2 separate regions of the Mus musculus genome follow, and region 2 is linked to region 1. A link is a contact called in public HiChIP or PLAC-seq data. All regions are on one chromosome and are shown on one strand. Each heading gives the region's core, a stretch centred on a gene start, on an enhancer-like site or on the middle of the called end of the contact. The rest is flanking DNA. Distances are from core to core; before and after follow the strand shown.

Region 1 (6,310 bases), core at 3,234-5,733:
GAGAGACGTTAAGCCAGTCCTCTCTTCAGAAATAGAGGTGTGCTGGGGAGAGGGAAAGAGGAGGAGAAAGAGAAAGGGAGACCGAGCATAGCATTGGGACAGCCATCACGTACACATTTCTTTCTGCACAGGAAGCCATGTTCCTGTGCCCAGCTCCCACCCCCACCATCTGTGAATCTACTTCCTCTCTCTGAACCCCTTGCATACATTGCCTATCACAGAGTCCTACGTGGTCTGGTCTTTTGTGATGAGGTTTCCCACTAAGGATGGTGTCCTCAAGGTCCCTCCATGCTGGAGTGTCAGAGTCTCACTCCTGCCTGTGACTGTGGAGGAACGGCTGAATTGTGTGTCCACCCTCTATCCAGAGTCACAGCCAGGCTGACTCTTTGAACACACATACCAGATACCTAGAGAACCACACTGCGGAGCCTGCCTGCCCCGTCCCCCCATGGCAACCACCACAGCTGCTTCAGATGCTGAATGCCAGGGATGGCCAAGATGCCAGGACATTTCTGGGTATCCCTGGTTAAGCCGACCAATTTCTCCTGCTTGGATAATGGCTGTGGCTCCAAAGCCTCCTCTGGGAGTGGCATCTTGGATCTTTCAGGGAGTGGCAGGGTTGGGTGGCCTTTCCTGCTGGCCTGGGGTTGGAGTGACAAATGGGCAGATCTGAATCAGGAGGTGGGGTGGGGTGGGGTGGGGGTGACACAAGGGTGGAGAGGTCTAAACATGGACAGATAGGAAAAGGACTTAGCTGTCAGTTGTTTCTATCTTGGTGGTCAACAGAGGTTTGCTGGGGGTGCAGAGTTGAAAGTTCTGAGTTCCCCTGAATCTTCAAGAACAATTTTTTTGTTCCCAGCATCTAGTTATTCCGTGTGTCTGTGGGCTCATGCACTGTGGCACACAGCAGTCATGTTCTACTGTGCGGGGCTCAGGGACGAAACTCACCTCACGGGACCTTCCTTGAACCCTGGGGTTAGAAGGGTAAAAGTGTGAAACTTCCCTTCAGTGGATCTCCTCAGCCCAGACTCCCTGACCCTGGACTAAACTGTCCAGTAGAGATTTGGGAAACGAGGAAGGGATCCTTATACAACACCATGCATATACAACTTTAAAAAAAGAGTTTTGTTGTTGTTGTTTTGAGTCTCTGTAGCCCTGGCTGGTCTGGATCTTCCCAGGTAGACCAGCCTGGTCTCAAACTCTCAGAAATCTGCCTACCTCTGCCTCCCAAGTCTGGGATTAAAGGTGTGCGCCATCACGCCTGGTGCATGCCTATAATCTCAGCACTTGGGAGGCAGAGGCAGGCAGATTTCTGAGTTCGAGGCCAGCCTGGTCTACAGAGTTCTAGGACAGCCAGGACTACACAGAGAAACCCTGTCTTGAAAACAAAGAAACAAACAAAAATTTATAATTCACACACAAGCAGGAGGGTGTGGTGGCCCAGGCTAGTCAGGTCATGTTTCTGAGAGGTTAAGACAGGAGGGTCTCAGCCTTTAAGGTTCCTTCCTAGATCCCCAGTAACCATGACAACAGGGGCTCAGCAGTTCTGAAGTCCTGGGCTCCATCCCCAGCAAGGCAAACAAACAAGAAATAACAACCTGTAGACGATTTCCTTTGGTGGAGACACTGGCCTTGTTTCCCTTTTATAGAGGAATAAACTGAGGCTTGTGTCTATCTTCCTTGTATTGTTCTGAGAGTTTCACTTGGCCCTGGCTCTGAGGGCCCCTCTTCCCTGCCTCCATCTCCTCCTACAGGGGAGTATCACTTTCCCTGGTAACAAGCAGGCTAGTGTGCCTCTCAGACAAAGGCCAGGTGAGCTGTCCCTCCTCACCTCAATCATTCATGAGCAGCAGCTGGCAAGGCTGAGGTGGGCGCTGGGCAGGCTGGAGACAAAGTCAGGCCAACCATGTGGAAGAGCTAAACAATGCAGTGTCTTCCCCAACAGGTGTTCTGCAGAGACAGGGAGGCAGTAAAAATGACTGCTCACTAAACCATGGTTCTCTCCCAAAAGCCAGCCCACTTGAGGACATTTGGGGTGCAGGCTTCCTAAGCCATTCGCAACCTTGAGATGGGTTACTGTGACCAGCGATGGTTGGGGCCCTGGGCGTGATCAGTGAGCAGCAAACACGGGTCTAGTTGGGCGGGGTGGGAGTGAGCTCCAGCCCTAGCACCACAAAGGTTCTTTGTAGATGCAGTTCAGGGTCCCGAAACTGAAATTATCCAGGCCGGATTTAGTAGGAGACAGTCTGAAGACAGAAGCACACACAGGGACTCTGTCACAAGTCCCGGACACTTGGAGCTCCAGAATCTGGGAGACAGAAAAGGCACTTCCTGTGCAAAGCCCGGCCTCAGACTTCTGGGCTCCAGATGCAAGGCTCACATCTGTGACGTTAGAGGCAGTCCATTGTGGGCGCTGCATCACAGCAGCAACACAGAACATTAATCGTTTTTAAAATATGCTCTGGCAGCTTTGAAAAAGGAAGCCAGGATCTCCTGTGTGCTGGGCCAGTGTCCTAATGCTGAGCCATACTCCCAGCCCCTAACTGAGGCATTCTAGGCTGGGGCTCCACCCCTGAGCTACACTCAACTCATTGGGGAATTCTAGGCTGGGGTTCCACCCCGGAGACACACCCCTAGGCCCTCTTTGGGGGGTTCAAAGCAGAGGTTCCCCCTCCCCCTGCCCTCTTTACTATGTTGACCAACCTGGTCTTGAACTCACTCTGGCTAGGCATAGAGGCACAGACCTGTCATTTCACCACAGGATTCGGAAACAGGACAATCACTGCTGGCCAGTCTGAGATATGAATTCCAGGACAATCTGGGTCACAAAGTTGAGAATTTGTCTCAAAAACAATTCTAGCTGGGCATGGTGGCACACACCTTTGATTCCAGCACTCAGGAAGCAGGGGCAGTGGATCTATGTGAGGCCAGCCTCAGGCTGGGTCTCTGCAGCGCAGGGGTTGGGATTCGGAATTAAATGTTCCCCACTGGGTAATGGAGGTCTGATTCGGATCAGGAAGCAGATAAGGAATTGAAGGTGAACAAGACCATTCAGTGGTTCCGGGAAGCAAGGCGTGGTGGGGCTGGCCATTAACTCAGGAGGCAGATCTCTGGGCCTTAGAGGCCAGCAGGAGTTCGGTATAGCCAGGGCTACACACAAACCGTTTTCATAAGAAAGGTTCTGGGAGGTCTCTGAAATGGCTTTCAACAAACTCTGCTAGTGTAGACCTGTGCTTCTTGGACATGAGCAGCCTCCAACTTCACTGGCAGCCACCCGTGCAGGTTAGCTTCTGAGGGTGGGGCTCCTGCTTGGCACCAGCCACCCAGAGAACAAAAACTGGCAGCCAACCTTATCCCTGATGGTCCAGCCAGGACCTGATGGGAGTCCCAGAGGGCTCAAATCCTATGCCTTGTTGTGTGTGTGTATGTGTTTTCTAAATCCGCGAGACGGTCCTGATTAGTGATTCTGGGCCTTCAAGCTAGCTGCTGTGCCGGCTGGCTGGGGCCTGAAAGACCTCACTCCCAGCGCGGCCTCCATGGAAATCGGCAGCCGCCCCTAATCCAGGCTGGAATCCTCTGGCACCAAGCCCGCGTTGGGGCTCCAAGGCTGTTGGGCCCCTGGCCAGATCTGCAAGGAAACCAGTATAGCCGCCAGCCCCTTTGCCCCGCCTCCCACGAGCCCTGTATTACAGAAAAGGGAGGCCAGTGCTCTGGGCTCACCTCCCGTGCAGGGCGGAGGAGAAACTTTTCCCCCTTGCCTGGCTTTTTTTTTTTTTTTAGCAGATAACCAGGCAGACAAGAATCCGGATAGTTTGTGCCTTTGGGAGTCCTACCAAAGGATCTGTTTTATAGCCTGCACTAGGCCTTGGAGAACCCGTCTTGCTTTGTGATACCCCAGGACTGGAAGGCAGAATCCTGGCTGCTGGGGTGAAGGTACAAGAGGGCGGAGTTTCGTCCCTCCAGTGGATTCTGCGGCTGCTGAGTTTGTAGCCTCGTTTCCCCAGCTTTAGGCAGAACCAGCCACACTGCGGCTCCTTTCCTCGGTTTCCCCATCCCTGCGACACAGATGGAGCTTGGCTGCTGTGGGTAGACAAAAGACGGAAAGAGATGATTCACAATCTAGTCGCGACTGCGTCTATGAAGCACGTGGCCTCCACCTCGTTGCGATCTAGTCCAGGAGAAACTCGGTTGAAAGGCCAAATTCTGGCCACGTGACCACAAGCAAGCTAGGGCAATACGGGGTTTTCTGCCCGCTTCTAAGATGGCGAAGCAGCTTGCTTTACTCTCACGTTGGAGGCTAACGGCTTCCAGTGCCTGCTTGCAATATGGAGGCAACCTCCAGAATGCACGCTTCTCTGCGTCTGACCCGCCACGTACCCACTCTCAAGATGGCGTCCCACGGGTCGAACAAAGGCTCGCTCATTGGCTCAGATGGTATCACGTGCGTCTACTCATTCACTCCCTCCCCCTCCCCCACCGGCCGTTTCCGTCTTCCGTCTTGACTGACGGCCGTCCCGCCCAACAGCTGTCTGCTGTCTGGATGCGTTTCGCCCTTGGAGTAACCTTTTGACCAATAGAAGGCCCTGGCGGGGGCAGGCGGGGTTGACCACGCCCACAGACCGCAGCGGGAACCAATGAGGATCGCGCGCGGGGGACGTGTGCGGGCGTCTCCGCCATCTTGTGAGTCTATAACTCGGAGCCGTTGGGTCGGTTTCTGCTATTCCTGCGCCTCCGCTCCGTTCCCCGCGGGTCTCTTCCGTGTGCCATGGACGGGTAAGTCCTGCCGCGCCCCTCGCACGCCGCTCCGCTCACCACTCCGTCCCAGCCATCGCTGCCGCGCGCGTGGACTTTTGGCCCCCGCCGATCCCTCTAACCGCTGCAATGGGCGCGTGCGTGTGGCCTCGTTCCGCGTGGCGCGCTCGGAATCCCGGGCGTCTGAGGCCCTTAAGGAAGCCGGTTGGCTTAGGGCGACCGCACCCAGCTTTCGGCTCCCCTTAAGCCCCTCGCCCAGCGCACTTCCGGTGCCCGCGCGGTTCATCCGGAGGAACCCAGCGCCCCCCTCCCGCCCTCCGCGTGCACGCGCGCTCCCTCCGGTGAGACGCGCTCACTCGGAGCGGCTCGGCCGCTGCGATCCTTCCCGCCTGCCGTGCTCCAATCCGGCCGGCTCGCCCTGTGCCCCGAGCAATGTCGCTTCGCACGCCGCATGCGACCCCGGGTGCGCGCGCGTAGTAGGGCGCGCGCCCTGGTGCGGGCACGCGCGCGGACCTGTGCCGAACGCGCCCGCCCTTCCCGCCTGGGGGGAGGTGTCCGGAGGAGGCCTCCAGGGCCCCCCATTGGAGGGGCGGGTGGGCCAGAGTGAGGTTCAGTTCGGTCTCCGGTGTGGGCGCCGGCCTGGCATCCGTATCTCCCACATGCTTCCCGGATGCCCCCTCCACTGGCAACTTTTTGTAGTTTTCGGTTTGTTTTGGAGACCGGATCTCATTGTAGGCTGGTCTGAAAGATCTGCTTGCGCTTGCCTCTGCTTGCGTAGTGATGGGACTAAAGGCCTGCGTCACCAGGCCCCGACTTTTTTGTTGAAACTTTTTGTTTGGCTTTTGGATAAGGACTGGCCTTGAATTCCTGATTTTCCCCACCTTAACCTCCCTAGTGCTTTGAGTCACCAGGCTTAGTAAGCGGCTTTCCTTTTAACACGATTCTGAAAAGTAGTTTGGCCTAGCTTCAAGCTGAGTACCTATGGCAGTCCTCCTGCCTCAGCCTTCTAAGTGCTGAGATGACAGACAGGAGTCTCCAGTTGCCTCCTTTGAGCAACTTACCGAGGATCTTTGAGCGGGGTGTGGTGGTGCACACCTTTAATCCTGCCAGAGATAGGCAGATCGAAGTGAGTTCTAGAAGGGAGTGCAGAGAAATGTCGCAAAAGATTCTTTGAAAACAGTAAACCAAGCAGAGGGTTACACATACCCCAGCCACCACTTCTGGTGGAATCCCTTCACGAGGCAGACCCCTGAGAGCCATTTGGTAACCTGCCAGCTGTGGTAGGCTTGCTGCTGCCTGTAAGCAGGCTAGGTGTGAGGCGGCAGGGTGCAGTCACGAGGGGCTGGGGTTGATCAGTAACCTAGGGTGTATCCCGGCAGCTCTGTTGGTTTGTAAATGGTAACAAGGCCACTTTGCCTGCCATCAGCAGTGTGGCCCTGGAGGAGCTCCCAGCCCCCATCAGGAAGCACTGTCTTGGGCTGCTCCTTACCTATATTTCAGGCTCCCTGGCGTTGTAGGATGCTCAGGAGTTGAGTTTTGACCCAGGTCACTGGTATGC
Region 2 (6,043 bases), core at 1,225-3,724, 1.3 Mb after region 1:
CAGGCTTGCAAAGCACACACTTTCCCCCAGGGAACTCAGTTTTCAGTTTGAGAGACCTTCTGGGAAGTCAGGGTTGACTATGAATTTCCCACAGTTGTTTATCTCTGAACACTTTGGAATAACAGGCTAGTCTAGCCACCTCCATCCCCAGTCCCCTTTATTTATTCATTTATTTTTCTGAGACTGAAGGCATGTGCCTGCCACTGCCTGGCTTTTCAACCTCCTCTTTAGTCTTTGAAACAAATTCTCTGTGTAGCCCAGGCTGGCCTTGAACTCATGTAGCTGAGGATAATCTTGTGCTTCTGTTCCTCCAGTCTCCCGCTGGTGGGATAAGAGGCATGCACTGCCAACGCTAGTTTATGTGGCTGTGGGGTGGAAATCAGGGCTTCTCCTCTGCTAGGAAAATGCTCTATATCCTGGCCCCAGCCCCAGCAGACTGAATCTCTGATAACATTTGCCCTGTCTGGTTGCAAAGACCCCATTCTCCCTAGAATGAGCTGTTAAGAGTCTCTGACACTCACTTCAGGGAACAATCTGCTCTTCAAGAAAATGGATCCTTCCAACCATCGGGATGCAAAATTCCCGACCATAGGGCGCATGCGCTGGCCGGGGAAACCCTGACTGGAATGCAGTCACGTACCCAGGTGTAGGTGGTCCTTAGTTCTTGAGACTGCCACTCCTTGGGTGGCTCTGCGCCCCTGCCAATAAATAGACACGATTCTTGTCACTGGCCTCGGCGTCCTCTCAGCGGTAGAGGCAGATGCCGGTTAACTTTAGAGCCAAGATTCGCAAACCGCATTGCTTAATTTATACTTATTTTAGGCTGGGACACCTCCCCTCCTGTCCCTCCCAGCCTGGAAGGGTAAAATGTGTCCCTCGCTTTAACGGAGGAAGCTCGTAACAAGGTTTCTGGGGCGGGGGGTGGGGTGGGGTCGTCTGCACGAGTTGAACGCAGAAACAATGAGCATCTATTGTGTGCAGAAGGCTGCGCACCCAGGGTCAGGCGGGGACAGCCATGCTCACGGTCCTGCGATGCCTCCTGCTGGACACACGCGGCACTGTCAGCATCGAGGGCTCTCTTGAAAAACACACTTTCTCTTTGCTTTGTTCAGATAGTGGCTGGAGCCAAGGCTACGAGTTATGGGCTACTGAATGAAACCTTGTCTAAATGTGCAAAAATTTAGGAGACAAGTGACAAAATCCAAGAAAGGACAGGTTTGGCAATGTTTTGTTTTTGAAACAAGGTCTCCTGTAGCCCAGGATGTCATTAGAATTCACTGTGTAAGTTAAGGAAGGATGGCCTTGAATTCCTGATCTCCCTGCAGAGATCAGACCCTGCCTCCATCTGCCAAGTCCTGGAATGACAGCTGGCTGCCACCCGCCTAGCTCCACGTGCTGATCTATCTATCTTTTTTGTTGTTTTTTTGTTTTGTTTCGTTTTTTTTTTTTTTTTTTTTTTTTTTTTTTTTTTTTTTGAGACAGGGTTTCTCTGTGTAGCCCTGGCTGTCCTGGAACTCACTCTGTAGACCAGCCTGGCCTCGAACTCAGAAATTGGCCTGCCTCTGTCTCTGCTGGGATTAAAGGCATGCACCACCAACGCCCCGCCTTTTTGTTTGTTTTTAAGATAGGGTTTCTTGATTTAGCCTTGTCTGTCATGGAACTCACTCTGTAGACCAGGTTAGCCTTGAACAAAGATCTCCTGTCTTTGCCTTCTAAATGCTGGGATTAAAGGCGTGCACCACTACTGTCTGCCTTTTGTTTTGGTTTTATCATAATTGTTGCATTTTTGCCCGCAGGAGGATCAGGAATTCAAGGACAACCTCTACAGCCAACCCAGTTGAGGGCCAGCCTGTTCTATCGAGATCCTGTCTCCGGACAAAAAAAGTTTCATGAGAGCGTGGTGTGTTGGCACAGTCTTTTAGTCCGAGCACTGACGCAGTAGATTAAGGCAGATCTTCATGATTTGGTGCGGTCCTGGGCTGCATCCAAAGACCTTGTTTCCAAAACAAACAAACGAAAAAGTGTAATAAAAATACAAGCAAGGTTTTGCAGAAATAAATCTGTGGCCTCAAGGGTCCCTTTCTCCAGCTTTTCCCAGAGGTGTCAAATTACATAACAGTCTCAAACCCAGGAAATTGAACTTTGGCACAACCCACTGACCGGTCCGAATTTCAAAGTCTTTTTCCTATTGACCTACAAGGTTTTCAAGAATCATGTTGTAAGCAACTGTGTTCTGAGGAATCTATGTTTAAAAACCCATCCGTGGATCTTGGCCCAGGGTCCAGAGACTGAGCTAGCCACGCCCCGGCCGCGCCGCAGCCACTCCCACGGCAGTTCAAGTGTTAAGTCCCAAAGACCGCGCTCTGTGCATGCGCAGACCCGTCCACAGCTGGCTCCTAGCCAACCCGGCCGGACGAGCACCCGGCGCCGTCACGTGACGCACCCAACCGGCGTCGACCTATAAAAGGCCGGGCGTTGACGTCAGCGGTCTCTTCCGCCGCAGCCGCCGCCATCGTCGGCGCGCTTCCCTGTTCACCTCTGACTCTGAGAATCCGTCGCCATCCGCCACCATGGTGAGTCTCCTCGGCTCCGCTAGACTCGGGGACCGAGACGAATCTCTGGGGCAGCGGGACGTGGCTGTAGCGGGACGCTGAGAGGGACGGGAGGAAGAGACATGGCTGCCCTGGCCCGGGCGGCAGGACGTGGTCGGGCCGCGGCGCCATATCTGCGCGTCCCTGAGGGCCTTGGGAGTGTCAACTGCCGAGGTCGGGGTGTTTTCTTGAAGTCCTTCAACTCCCCGCGGCCGCCGGGGTGACTGCGGGAGGGGTTGTGCTTGGTGATGTGGCAGCGGGCAAAGCGCCGTCCCCGCGCCCCTGGTGACGGGCGGAGGGTGTCCTCGGGAGGTGACAGCCTGTAGGGCTGGCTTCCTTGGACACCTCCAGTGGGCTGAACGCCTTCCGGGCCCTTTCCGGTAGCCCCCGTCTCTGTTTTCTATCTGAGTTCACACGTGAGCACCGGTCCCCATAATCTAAGAAAGTGGCTCACTGGGCCTAGTGGCGCATTGTGGCCTTTGATCCGGGCTTTGACCTTGGCGCACAGCACCCAGTGGTTTGGGGAAGAGGTGTGTGTAGCAGAGGAGGTTTTTTCGTGCTTTGGTCCCAATCAATCCGGCATCTTTGCAGTGCCGAGGTGGCCGTGCACCTTGGCTTTGAATTCTTGTGCTGAGGTTATGTGACTTGAGCCTCAAGATAGGGTCTTCTAGCACAGGCTTGCTCTTAAGTGTCGCAGTTGTCGGTTTCGGCGTTTGTTTAGAGCTGTGGACACATCTGTGAACTTTTGATGCTTATTTCAGAGGTCCTGGGTTGTACGTTTGAGTCACACTGTGAGCTCAGCTCCAATCTTGGGCCGACATCTGGTTCCTGCCCCTGCTGTGGGGTGCTATTGACCCACCGATGCCTGCCAAGTTGGGTTCCCAGAATCAGCCTGGCTGCCCATCCCCCCACCACAGGTGAACTTCACAGTAGATCAGATCCGTGCCATCATGGACAAGAAAGCCAACATCCGGAACATGTCAGTCATCGCCCATGTGGACCACGGCAAGTCCACGCTGACCGACTCCCTTGTGTGCAAGGCTGGCATCATTGCCTCTGCCCGAGCTGGGGAGACGCGCTTCACTGACACTCGCAAGGATGAGCAGGAGCGCTGCATCACAATCAAATCCACGTGAGTGAGGGGACAGCCCCGAGGGGTTGTGCTCTGGGTGTCACTCGGGTGTGTTTGCTGCCAGTGGACAAATAGTGGCGTGTTTAGGGTCCTCTCTGTGACATGCTTGTGTGTGCTGCCTAGCCTGCCTTGGTCAGATGCTGAATGGACTGTTGACCTCTTCCTCTCCGTAGCGCCATCTCCCTCTTCTACGAGCTCTCTGAGAACGACCTGAACTTCATTAAGCAGAGCAAGGATGGCTCGGGCTTCCTCATCAACCTCATCGACTCTCCAGGCCATGTGGACTTCTCTTCAGAGGTGACAGCTGCCTTGCGTGTCACCGATGGAGCTCTGGTGGTGGTGGACTGTGTGTCTGGTAAGCCTTGGGTGGGAGCTGTAACAGACAGTTGCTGGTGTTTTCATGGCCCAGTACCACATTTTTGGGGGTGTAAATTGAAATCATATTCATTTTAAGGCAAGGATGAATTCTGCTCTAATTTGAAATTGTATGTGCCAGTCCCCATGTCAGGGCAGGGAGATTGTGAAGTCCACCTAAGTGTGGGGCCAGTTTCCTATAATTTCAGTGCTCTGAGGCAGAGGTGCATGGGTCTCTGGAGGTGGGAGGGGCTGAGTGGCATAGGGCCTGGTACACTGGACACACTTGGAGATTTAGCGCCTGGGCATCCATACCGTGTACCTTGGAGAGTGCTTGTGTACATTTCACAGACAAAACATACGTGGTCTTCAGGCCTTGAACTGTCAGTGGTTTAGAGTACTTGAGAGTTAAGGGTAAACACTTAGTCCTTTTCACCCTGTCCTCAGGCGTGTGTGTGCAGACAGAAACTGTGCTGCGCCAGGCCATCGCTGAACGCATCAAGCCCGTCCTGATGATGAACAAGATGGACCGGGCCCTGCTGGAGCTGCAGCTGGAGCCCGAGGAGCTCTACCAGACCTTCCAGCGCATCGTGGAGAACGTCAACGTCATCATCTCTACCTACGGCGAGGGCGAGAGTGGGCCCATGGGCAATATCATGGTGCGAAGCTCTTCTATGGGGGGCGGTCAGGGCCACGCTCCCTGGGAATCTCTGACCCACCATGATGACGGAAATTCTTCACTTTGACCTGATGTCTGTTGAAGAAACTCAGTGTCTGAGACTGTGGGCTTGTGGCTGGGCTGGCTGCTGACCATCTTGCCGGGCTAACTGCTGCTCTCCTCCCTCAGATTGACCCCGTCCTGGGCACCGTAGGCTTTGGTTCTGGCCTGCATGGCTGGGCCTTCACCCTGAAGCAGTTTGCGGAGATGTATGTGGCCAAGTTTGCAGCCAAGGGTGAGGGCCAGCTGAGCGCAGCCGAGCGTGCCAAGAAAGTAGAGGACATGATGAAGAAGCTGTGGGGAGACCGGTGAGTACATGGCTGTGTGACTGTCTCTACCCCTGCTACTTGTGGACAATGCCTGCCTGCCGATACTATGTGACTGCTCTCTACAGGTACTTTGATCCGGCCAATGGCAAGTTCAGTAAGTCAGCCAATAGCCCAGATGGGAAAAAACTTCCCCGCACCTTCTGCCAGCTCATCCTGGACCCCATCTTCAAGGTGGGTAAGCTGTGGTCCTGGCCTGTGTTCCCAGCCTTGGGAAGTCGCTCCCATGACCTGGCCTTGCTCATCTGCTTCCCTTGTGCAAACAGGTGTTCGACGCCATCATGAACTTCAGGAAGGAGGAGACAGCCAAGCTGATCGAGAAGCTGGACATCAAGCTGGACAGCGAGGACAAAGACAAGGAGGGCAAGCCATTGCTCAAGGCTGTGATGCGCCGCTGGCTGCCTGCAGGGGACGCCCTCCTGCAGATGATCACCATCCACTTACCATCCCCCGTCACTGCACAGAAGTACCGTTGTGAGCTGCTATACGAGGGGCCTCCCGACGATGAGGCCGCCATGGGTATGTACTGTAGGGGCTCCTGGGCTTAGCTCTTGGGTCCTCCAGCCTTGGCAACCAGGTGACTCGATTTCCCAACTTTCCATAGGTATTAAGAGCTGCGACCCCAAAGGCCCACTTATGATGTACATTTCCAAGATGGTGCCAACCTCTGACAAAGGCCGCTTCTATGCCTTTGGTAGAGTGTTCTCTGGGGTGGTGTCCACGGGCCTGAAGGTCCGGATCATGGGCCCCAACTACACGCCTGGGAAGAAAGAGGACCTATACCTGAAGCCTATCCAGAGGTGGGCACTGGCCTTATTTTCCTGAGTCCTGGCTGCTTCCCAGGAGCACCCTGTTGACAGTTGCCCTCCCTCTAGAACCATTCTGATGATGGGCCGCTACGTGGAGCCGATTGAGGACGTGC

The links. HiChIP or PLAC-seq counts read pairs in DNA pulled down with a chosen protein or histone mark.
Region 2: a contact with region 1 is called in an H3K27ac HiChIP or PLAC-seq map of double positive thymocytes, with 6 times the contacts expected there. The contact joins the promoter of Eef2 here to the promoter of Ptbp1 in region 1. A contact is called at or near these places in 1 of 484 Hi-C or Micro-C datasets (muscle stem cells), 8 of 115 datasets of contacts at active chromatin or transcription factors (Th17 cells, double positive thymocytes, embryonic forebrain and 5 more) and 2 of 9 other capture datasets (adipose tissue and liver).

The regions. Positions count from the first base shown.
Region 1 is chr10:79,849,949-79,856,258 of GRCm38.p6, forward strand. It overlaps Ptbp1 (polypyrimidine tract binding protein 1), which reads left to right and starts at 4,484. Exons shown (of 14, transcript NM_001077363.2): 1 at 4,484-4,773. The coding sequence starts at 4,766. It overlaps E130317F20Rik (RIKEN cDNA E130317F20 gene), which reads right to left and starts at 5,023. Exons shown (of 1, transcript NR_029447.1): 1 at 1,429-5,023.
Region 2 is chr10:81,174,157-81,180,199 of GRCm38.p6, forward strand. It overlaps Eef2 (eukaryotic translation elongation factor 2), which reads left to right and starts at 2,475. Exons shown (of 14, transcript NM_007907.2): 1 at 2,475-2,573; 2 at 3,509-3,723; 3 at 3,897-4,078; 4 at 4,525-4,736; 5 at 4,925-5,103; 6 at 5,190-5,295; 7 at 5,388-5,640; 8 at 5,726-5,921; 9 at 5,997-6,043. The coding sequence starts at 2,571. It overlaps Snord37 (small nucleolar RNA, C/D box 37), which reads left to right and starts at 4,805; the gene lies at 4,805-4,857.